2 separate regions of the Zea mays genome follow, and region 1 is linked to region 2. A link is a contact called in public Hi-C data. All regions are on one chromosome and are shown on one strand. Each heading gives the region's core, a stretch centred on a gene start, on an enhancer-like site or on the middle of the called end of the contact. The rest is flanking DNA. Distances are from core to core; before and after follow the strand shown.

Region 1 (4,642 bases), core at 1,103-3,602, 490 kb after region 2:
TTTGAGAAGAAATGTATTTTTCAAGAGAGGGTTGGGCGAGAGAACTATTTTTTTTCTTAAACTCCAATTCTGAAGGAGAATCGAGTTTCTAAACTAGCCATAAGATCGTGTGCACAGTCTACCTAAAATTTATCTAAAAGTACTATTTGCACGGTAGGCTATACTGTTTACATATTAAAGTTTGAATATAAGTATGTGGATGAGTAAGTACTAGAGATAGTCTAAGAGTTGCGTGAAAATTTATATTCGCACACACAAAGTAGGAAGAACATGGGACGGTTGGGGAAAAAGGCTGGGTATATATGACAAGCATTTTTTTACTTTCCCAAGGATTCATCTTTTCATCTTTTGTCTCTCTCGTTCCCAGAATCATCCCAGCGGTGAAAAGCGGACGACGGAACGGTGTGTGTGTGTGTGTGAGAGAGAGAGCACGTAACACATGCACATTGCAGGGCGTTTTACGGAGGGCACACGATGCGACTCCATCGATCGACACGGACGAGAAGCTAGCGAGCTGCGACACGTGCGAGTACGCGTCCTGTGGTTTGTCCTGGTCTCCCGGCTGGTCACTCCCGGCCGGCAGATGACATGACCCGGATGCAACAATTCACAAGCCCGGGACCCGGGACTGAGGACTCCTCTCCAGGTACATACAGCAGCAGCAATAGTCATTCGCTAGCAAAAAGGGCACCGATCATGCATGCACATTCCTCGCGTAAAACCTTTATATAACAACGGATAAATTTTCAAACTTTCACCGTCTTATTGAATTTTGAGCACTGCTGCTTCTACATTTTTTGGAATATGTATTGGTAGATGACACACATCGACATTCACATCGAATCATTTTTTATTAAATTTCTCATGAAACATGTTTTGATGTTATATGTATTCGATCGGGTCTATACTCTATAGAAGGTAATACAATTTTCTATACAATTTGATTCTGGTCAAAAAAAAAGAAACAAAGTTAAACGAAGAGAAAATATAATCACATGATGCGACGGCCTAGTAAACCAGTGTGTTAGACACTTCCACAAAAATAATTATAAAAATAAATTTAATATTGAAGTGAACATATATTCCACATATCAGATAAAATATTAAACTGGTAAAGAACAAATATTATACTTTATTTTAGTCAAAAGGTCGAGAAAGATATGAGTTGAAAATGAGCCAACCGCTTTATTATAGCTCGCCATCTGTGGGTTAACGACCCACTGATAGACGAGAAGCGGGGAGAGGAAAACAGATGTGCGCTTGGTGTATGTAGTACGACCCCAAAAAATACCTTAAATTTAATATTACAATGAACATATAATCCATAGATTGAATATTAAACTGATAAGAATAAATGTTATATTTTATCTTAGCCAAAATATCGATAAAAGTTTGTGTAGAAAAGGAGTTGAATCCTCTTTTTTATAGCTTGCTTGGTCGCCCTTAGGTAGTGTTTGGTTGAAGAGCCAAGTAGAACGGAACGACTCCGTTCTACTTAGCTAGCGGACTGATACATGAGAGCGCTACGGTGCGTGACACTTCCTGTCGTATTGGGCTGGGATAGTTTCTCACGTTTATATGTGAATTAACAGCCTGCCTGGTAGGCGAGAAGCAATGGGAGGAAACCATGGGCCTGTTTGGTTCAGCTTTTTTCTGTCCAACTTTTTTGAAAATCTGGCTGTGGGAGAATCTGAGTATCATTACGATTACGTGTGGAGGAAGATAAAGTTGTTCATATAGCTCAGGATTTAGAAAGTGACGGATTCCTACTATTACAGCGACTCAACCGATTATGTGTTTATGTAGATTTTGGATGGTTTTTTCCCTAACGAATTTTATAGAAGCTGGCTAAAAAGCTGAACGTTTGGCAGTCCGCAGCAGCTTTTGGTGGCTAGAAGCTGTCAGAAGCCGAAACAATCAGGGCCCATATGCGTGTGACGCAAGACTACCGTCGAATGTTTTTGCATATGATATGTTCCCTTTTAAGATATATAAAACTTGTTACAATAATAGAGTTGTGCAACAAATAACTTTTAAGATAGCAATGATTTTGTTTTTGCAGACAACGATATGTTAAAGGAAGCAGTTAATACTCAAAATATATTTTATATTGGTTTTCTATACTGGAAACACTTTTAACATCTGTATGGAGGGTTATTATTGTCCTTTTGGTTTAACCTAGGCATGCATGTTCATTTTCTCATGGAGGAGCAGCCATACGTACGTGGATATAATTTTTTTTCAGATGAATACCCATACGGCGGCATACGTCCCGTGCTGCCGCTGCTGCAGTGAGATTTGACGCGAGAAAAGAGGTCGCCACCAGCCAGCCATCCACATTCCGATTCCACACAGGGCCGGCAGTAGTGCACAGTGCAGCCGCTGCTGCTCTGCCCTCTACGGCTACGAGTGCGAGGAGCCGAGGACACCTTTCCCTTTCCCTTCCACCTCCCCTCCCCTCCGTCTCTCGTCCCCATTAATATCTAGCCGCCTCTCCCCCCGTCTCTTCTCCAAAACTGTGAGCGAGAGGCAGGGAGTGCGCTCGACGGCCGCCGCCATTAGTGATTTAGTGTTGAGAGAGGGAGAGAATCTAAAGTGACCGGACGCTGTCCTTCCTTGCTGATCGGCGACACGGTCCATCCCTCCCTCGCTCGCTAGGGTTCCTTTTCGTCCATGGATCAGAGCTTCGGGAATCTCGGGGCCGGAGCTGGGAGCAGCAGCGGGGGCTCCAACTCCAAGGCGGCGGCAGCCGCCGTGTCCTCCTCGTCTTTCCTGCAGCTGCCGCTGTCGACGGCGTCCCCCGCGTACTACGGCGCGCCGCTCGCGCTCCTGCACCACGCCGCCGCGGCCCCGTCGTCGTCGCAGCAGCACCAGCAGCAGCAGCACCACCACCACTACGCCAGGCACGGCGCCGAGATGTCGGCAGCGGAGGCCGAGGCCATCAAGGCCAAGATCGTGGCGCACCCGCAGTACTCGGCGCTCCTCGCCGCCTACCTCGACTGCCAGAAAGTACTTCGCTTGAGCTACCCCGACCCCGGCTGGCGTGACCTGCCGTCGGAAAAACCGCATCTTTTTTTATATCTTGATTCGTGAAGCGAGATTTGCTTAATTTGATGCGTAAATCTATCCACGCCTGTCGCGTCCTCACGCTCACCCTCACAGTCACAGGACAGCACGGTGGCTATGAAATGATGCGCGCGCTGTGTCTGTGTGATTGCAGGTGGGCGCGCCGCCGGACGTGCTGGAGAGGCTGACGGCCATGGCGGCAAAGCTGGACGCGCGCCCGCCGGGCCGCCACGAGCCGCGCGACCCGGAGCTGGACCAGTTCATGGTCGGTTCCCATGATCCCGTCCCCGTTCATCAATCCACACAGCCTGCTCGAGTCTAACCTATTTTCATCTCTCTCTTCCAATCCCACGCATGATTGCTCGCGTGCAGGAGGCGTACTGTAACATGCTCGTCAAGTACCGGGAGGAGCTCACCCGGCCGATCGACGAGGCCATGGAGTTCCTCAAGCGGGTGGAGGCGCAGCTCGACTGCATCTCCGGCGGCGGCGGCTCCTCCTCAGCGCGCCTCTCGCTCGCCGGTAAGATAGATGGACCGACCGACCGATCGGGGTCGTCTTGCTGCTCGATCCCTCCTCCTTCCGCTCTCGCCGGCACCGCTCGTACATGGCATGGCGGCGGTACGTACGGCGGCCGCGTGTTTTTATATCGCCACAACCACACATACTAGGATGAGGATTGCCGCATTGGGAATGGCTGCTTTCTAGATAGTGGGGGTGGATGTGGATCATTGCCATTGTGAGCTAGTAGCTAACCTGCACCTGCCCGCCCTTCTGACCCTTCCCTCGCCATTACTTTAATCACATCCTCCTAATTAAAAAAATCCAATTAACCACCAATCAGATAACCCCCAGCACGCGCTAATACATAGTCTAATCACGAAAGGGTTAGCCACGGGATGAGCTTTTGGTTGGCATCGAGGGCACAGTGAGGCGCCGTGTCGCATGGCCAGAGCCTCCTCTCGTTCCTCGCCATTGTTTAATCACCATCTCCGCTGGCATTATCTTATCCTATTATTATTAATAATATTATTACCTGATGGGTTGGATCCAGCACAAGCTACTCCTTGACTGCTCTCTTTAGCCTTTCTTTTTCAACTGACAATTGACAAGTGACAGCAAGCTTGCTTGCTTGCCTGCCTGCCTCTGATGTTGATTATTTAGGGTTCCAACTTCCAAGGCATGAGAATCCGTCTGTTTCGTTTCGCTCGTTACATCTTTGTGTGTACTGTGTAGGTATAGCTGCTGCTGCTACTCTAGTCGTAGCTAGCAGCATCCCGTCTCTCCCGTCCCATGCATCTCTTCTTTTCTTGCATCTCAGCTGTACAGTACTAGATTAGAGACAGATCAGAGGTGCATTGGGAAATGGTGCCATGGCTGACCTGTTCTTCTTCACCTGTCTCAACTGTAGTACTCCTACTCCTACTGCCATCGTGCTGGGTTGCAGCAGCACAGGCGTCTCAGTGTGTGTGTGTGAGAGAGAGATAGTCGCCGTTCGTGTCTTCCGGGGGGTGCTGCCGGCCTGCTTTGCATCTGGACGTGCAGGCGGTGCAGCTACTACAGTGTATTTGCAGATTT
Region 2 (5,011 bases), core at 1,474-3,973:
CCATTTAGTGACTCATAGTAGTTGTCAACACTCTAGTAAGATTGACTGTCCTCACAAAAAGAGACAAAAAACGGGCATTGCTTGGATTGCAAGGCGGTACCATGTTAAAATGGACGCACTAACAATCCAACCCAAAAGCTTAAGCTATTAGAAGAAGGTAGACAATCCAGTTATACACTTCAACAATACTTATCAATACCATACAGAAGTTCCATGCAAAATTTCAAATGTGTAAACTTTAAATCACTTTTATGTTTTGAACTATTCAACATTAAACTGGACTTTTAGGTTGTACACATACAGAATTCAACAAAGCAGATTGCACTCTTTCTGTCTTTCAGCAGAATGATATTCAGTAGACACAAAATGAACAGGTAGAAGGCACACCTTGATTTCAGCATCTGAAAATGGCTCTGACCTTGACCTGTGGAATGGAAAGAAAAAACTTATTTTTACGGGCAATTATGATGGTGTCGATTACTCAACATCACTATGGTCATGTTAGCAACAATTTCAGGGCATCATAAATGCTAAGTATGTGAATGACTAAAATAGCAAAGCAGGGTGATTCTTTTCTTTAACCAGGTGCAATCATAACATATAAAAGTCAAAGGTGAGAAAAATTACAATAAGCTATTCAAATGTATGTGGCATAATTATGGTTCTTTGCTAACATTGACTGCTACAGATAGATAAGGGGGCCAAACAATGACAGTGGTGAGTGTTTTTACAACAAACTCGGCCATACTCACATACACCTGCCAAATATATGTGAATGTTCATTGACAGGAAAGACTGCTAGTACATACCTGTCAAGGCCCAAAACAGAATAGTGGTGTGACATAGTGTAAGTCATGGCTTCCCTGGTCATTGCCCTGAAATTTGTCCTTTGATTGGCATAAAATGCTTCTGCGTTCCAGTACCAGTCATCTCTTTGATGATGCTGATAATAGTTGGGATTATGGCTATCCCAATTTCGATAATCCCGACATTTACTTCTCTCCTTTTTAAATACATCTTGCATGTGCCGTATGCGTTCCTACAGAAATCAGTACTGTTGGCTCAGGATTAGTTGAAACGAATCAGCATGCAAACGAAATGAACGAAATGTGACTAATATAGTGACACCAACTTGCAAGATGGTTCTTTATATGGTCATATCAAAGTTTTCTTCTGCTTAGAGTTCTCCCTGGGAAAAGAAAAGTTGATGAGGAAATATTGCTTGCTGCCATGTATGACCTTGGCTGCTTCATACTAACATTTTCCCAAGTCAATAGTCCATACAAACTGTTGTTTTTTCCAGAAGTTTATGTTCATCTGTAAGAAGCAACTGAGTAATAACAACACACCTAACGGCTGTACAGTGAATAGGCTAAGGTTGATTCCAATCCTTTCGGGTGATATTTACCGCCACATCAGCTACCGACCGGTCTATATCAACCATCGTCAAACCTTATCTACCACAACACTCAAGTGCACGGTCTTTACCGTCAGCCTATAGTCACCTCATCACCACATCAGCTTTTCTTTTATAGACTTTTAGTTGACATGAAACACGACGTTTTATTGCAATACAAATACATCTAATTACATAATTCATACATAACTCAAACATAATAATTAAAAATATATAATTTATAAATAAAATTACATAACTTAATCATAAAAATAATAAATAAATTATAAATAAAATCTAATTTATGGATTAGATTCTAGGCCTCTTAAGTCGGTCGTTACCGTGTTCGGGTCGATATTGACAAGTTCGTCCAATACAGTGGTCGGTGTCGACTGGCTCGACTCCAACGCGATTGCTACCTACCAGTTCAGACATTGAAACCGTCACTATCGGTAGCGATCTTGCTTCAGCAGTCGGTATCATTTATGGTTGTATCCAGCCTAATAGAAATTGTTTCTTAATGATACGCAGGAGTGCGTTCGAGAAAAAAAGGCTGATAGAATCACTTTAACGCGCAAATGTTTAAATGTATTTGTAATATCTTGTATGCGAGCAGGGCACTGACCACTCTTTCCCTTTGATCCTCGGTCCTGTCACGCATCCTCTGGTGATATCGTTCCCAGGCTTCACCGCACCGATGACGATTTGGTCGACGAGGTATGTCTTCCCAGAAAACATATGGTTCCGACCTACTAAGCTTCAATGGAGGAAAAAGGTTTCACCGATCCTCCCCCAAACACACCTTCAAGGCAATGTTGCTCCAGAGAACGAATGCTAAAATGACACCTACTTGAGTGTAGAACCAGCTGACCGTCCGGCGCAGTTGTCCGACCTACAAGTCCGCAAACAAATGCATCATCTCACACGTAAATGCACGAGCAGTAATATCAGCTGGAGTGGACCATCGTTTCAGAAGATTTGTCACAGTGTAACCGCACTAATGACAAGCACCAAATTCACGCATCCGGATGCCTCAGAGCCGCCGGGGCGAGGGATCGAGGGAGAAGCTATGCCTCAGGGCTGCGGGGCCGAGGGATCGAGGAAAGGGAGAAACGGGGCACGGAGAGCAGAGCAGCAGGCTTACGGCGGCGGTGGTGGCGGTAGCGCCAACGAGAGCGAAGAAGATGATGGCGGAGGGGAAGGCGCCCGAGTCCTCCTCCGCCGCGGGCGTCCCGGATCGCCACGGGCTCGCCTGGTGCTCGCCTTCGCGGCGGCCGGCCATGGCTCGCCGAGCAGGTGGCTGTCCGAATTGGGGATCTGGAGTCGCGTGACACCGGCGAGGGAATCAAGGGGCTCGGGCTGCAAGTGGGCCCTTGTCTTTTCCTGGAGTTGGGTGGGCTAGTAGAAGGAGCAGACCGATGGGCTGAGGCTTGTACAACTTTGATTGTACCGGCCGCGCTGGCCTTACTTGCGAAAAATCGTGGAGGGGTCAGGCCCACTTCCGTTGGTGGAGCCAGGATAGCCCAATAGCAAACTTGAGGCTCAGTCCACCATGGTCAGTAAGCCACGAAGATGGCTTAAAATACTGTCTAAAAATCAAAATATTATATCATTTAAAGTCCAAGACGCTAAAAGTAAATTAAGTTCTAATAATTAAGTTCTAAATCATGTAATTTAAGAAATAAATTATATTATTAGAAAACAATATTCGGTTTGATTGGTTGCCCGTATCAACTCATCTCGGACCATCGTATGCGTTGATTTTGTTTCAGCTTATGTTTGGTTGACTGTACGTGGTAGACGCATGTTGCATGAGTGGATGCAAAACAAGTTATTTTAAGGTTATTAACCTGCATCCGTCCGTACGCCCAAAACTACGGTATCCAGGCGGCCAGGGCGCGCCCAGCCTATCCATACGCGCACAGCTATCCAATCAAGCCCATTGAGAATGATGTAGAAAACAAGGATAGAGCACTAAGCCCGAATCTAATATATTTAGGTCACTTTATAGTCTGTCGTTAATATTTTTGGTAAAAATTATAAAATTGGGTACTATTCGAACTCCTTTTTATGAGTTAAGCTCTATATCTAACCGTTATATGACCTTGAATAAATGTTTCCTTTGTTGAGTAAAATATAAAAGACAAACTCATTAGGCTATCTCCAGCAACGTCCTCTATATCCATCATCTATATATGTCCTTTACAGTCTCCTCTAAAAGATTATGTCGGAGAGGGAATTCTCCGGCCGGGTGGCGGAGTGCATCCGTCCTAAATCCTAAGATGAGGAAGGGGCTTAAGCGTTTTGCCTGTCTTGCTAACGGACATAAAACACATGAACACGCGAGAGTTTAGAGTGGTTCAGGCCGCCGGAGCGTAACACCCTACTCCACTGTATGTTGGATTGCTGTGGAAGCTTGAGAATTGAGAGTCTAAGTTGAGTCTAAGCCTAAAGATTGAGCTTGTCTTGTAACGTTGCATGCCTCCCCTTTTATAACTAAAGGGGGACATGTACAAGAGTACTGAGCCCCGACATGTGGGCCCAGGAACATAGCGGATGTAGCTACTAATATCTTCTGCTGGAGCAATCTTCTTGCGCCCTGACACCCGAGATCTGCATAGTCTCGGCGTGCAGGGGGAAGCTTCTTACATAAGGGATGAGTACAGTGCACCGCGCAACACGGGCATACTGTTTCGACAATGGACTGGATAGGTGCGCCGTCTGCAGGGTGGCCCTGGCGCCGCCTGCCAGCGGAACGGACAGGACACAATAAATGTCGTGGGGGCACATCACCTGTCAGAAGGGTGGACAGGCGGTGTGTCCCCTCCGTAATAAATGCGGAGGCCGCGCGCCTCAGAGCCCTTATGTCACGCTCCGCCCGCTGGCCTACGTCACGGACAATCAGCCATGAGGCCACATTAGACCTTCGGCCGAGCGAGGAGTGGAGGCGTTCCGGATAGAGCCTGGACACGCGTCAATACCGGACCTATGCCTAGGTTACGACACTTCCTCTCCTGGGACCCTGTTATGTGTGGTCCGGAGCCCACTTGATGGGGTCCGAACCCTATCCAATGGCTCTGGGCTGCTTTACTTTGGGGGTCCGGGTTGTGCGCATAGGGGTCCTATGCCTTCTGGGCCTGGCGGTGTCGTCTCCGAGAACGCCACCTTAACTGCTCACGAGATACCCCTAGGGCCGTTCTCCGCGCGGTTAAGGGTAACCGCGCAGGCATCGTGCCTTTATACCGTAGTAAGGGGTACCCCTAATCCAGGGTACCGACAGTGGCCCTCAGGCTCGCCTTAGGGGAGGGTGCGAGCCTGCAGGTGGGGCCAGAGTTTGACTGGTGATCGGCTCGCTGCTCCTGCGCACCCATTGATGTAGTTACTGCCGGCCCGCCTATGGTCACGCCGACTGCCACGCCTGCCCCCGCGACTGACTGGCCCGTGACCTCCGTACTTAATGTCTTTGTTGGGCCATGCGCGGGGTGCCTCGAGTCGCTGCATCGGTTTTGAAAATTTATCTCCTTAGCCTTCTGCGACGGCCTCGAGAAGGCACGGTATTGGCACGAGCGGTGGTGCGACTTTCCTGCACCCAGGAACCGGCGCGCCGAATGTATG

The links. Hi-C and Micro-C count contacts between places; a contact is called where the count stands out from the background.
Region 1: a contact with region 2 is called in a Hi-C map of tassel, with 4 times the contacts expected there. The contact joins the promoter of LOC542255 here to the promoter of LOC100191793 in region 2. A contact is called at or near these places in 3 of 25 Hi-C or Micro-C datasets (ear, leaf and tassel).

Annotation. Positions count from the first base shown.
Region 1 is chr7:3,779,334-3,783,975 of Zm-B73-REFERENCE-NAM-5.0, forward strand. It overlaps LOC542255 (rough sheath 1), which reads left to right and starts at 2,353. Exons shown (of 5, transcript NM_001111861.2): 1 at 2,353-3,009; 2 at 3,221-3,331; 3 at 3,439-3,586. The coding sequence starts at 2,674.
Region 2 is chr7:3,293,537-3,298,547 of Zm-B73-REFERENCE-NAM-5.0, forward strand. LOC100191793 reads right to left here and starts at 2,724. Exons shown (of 8, transcript NM_001137218.1): 1 at 2,541-2,724; 2 at 2,247-2,288; 3 at 2,022-2,153; 4 at 1,738-1,815; 5 at 810-1,039; 6 at 388-424. The coding sequence starts at 2,678.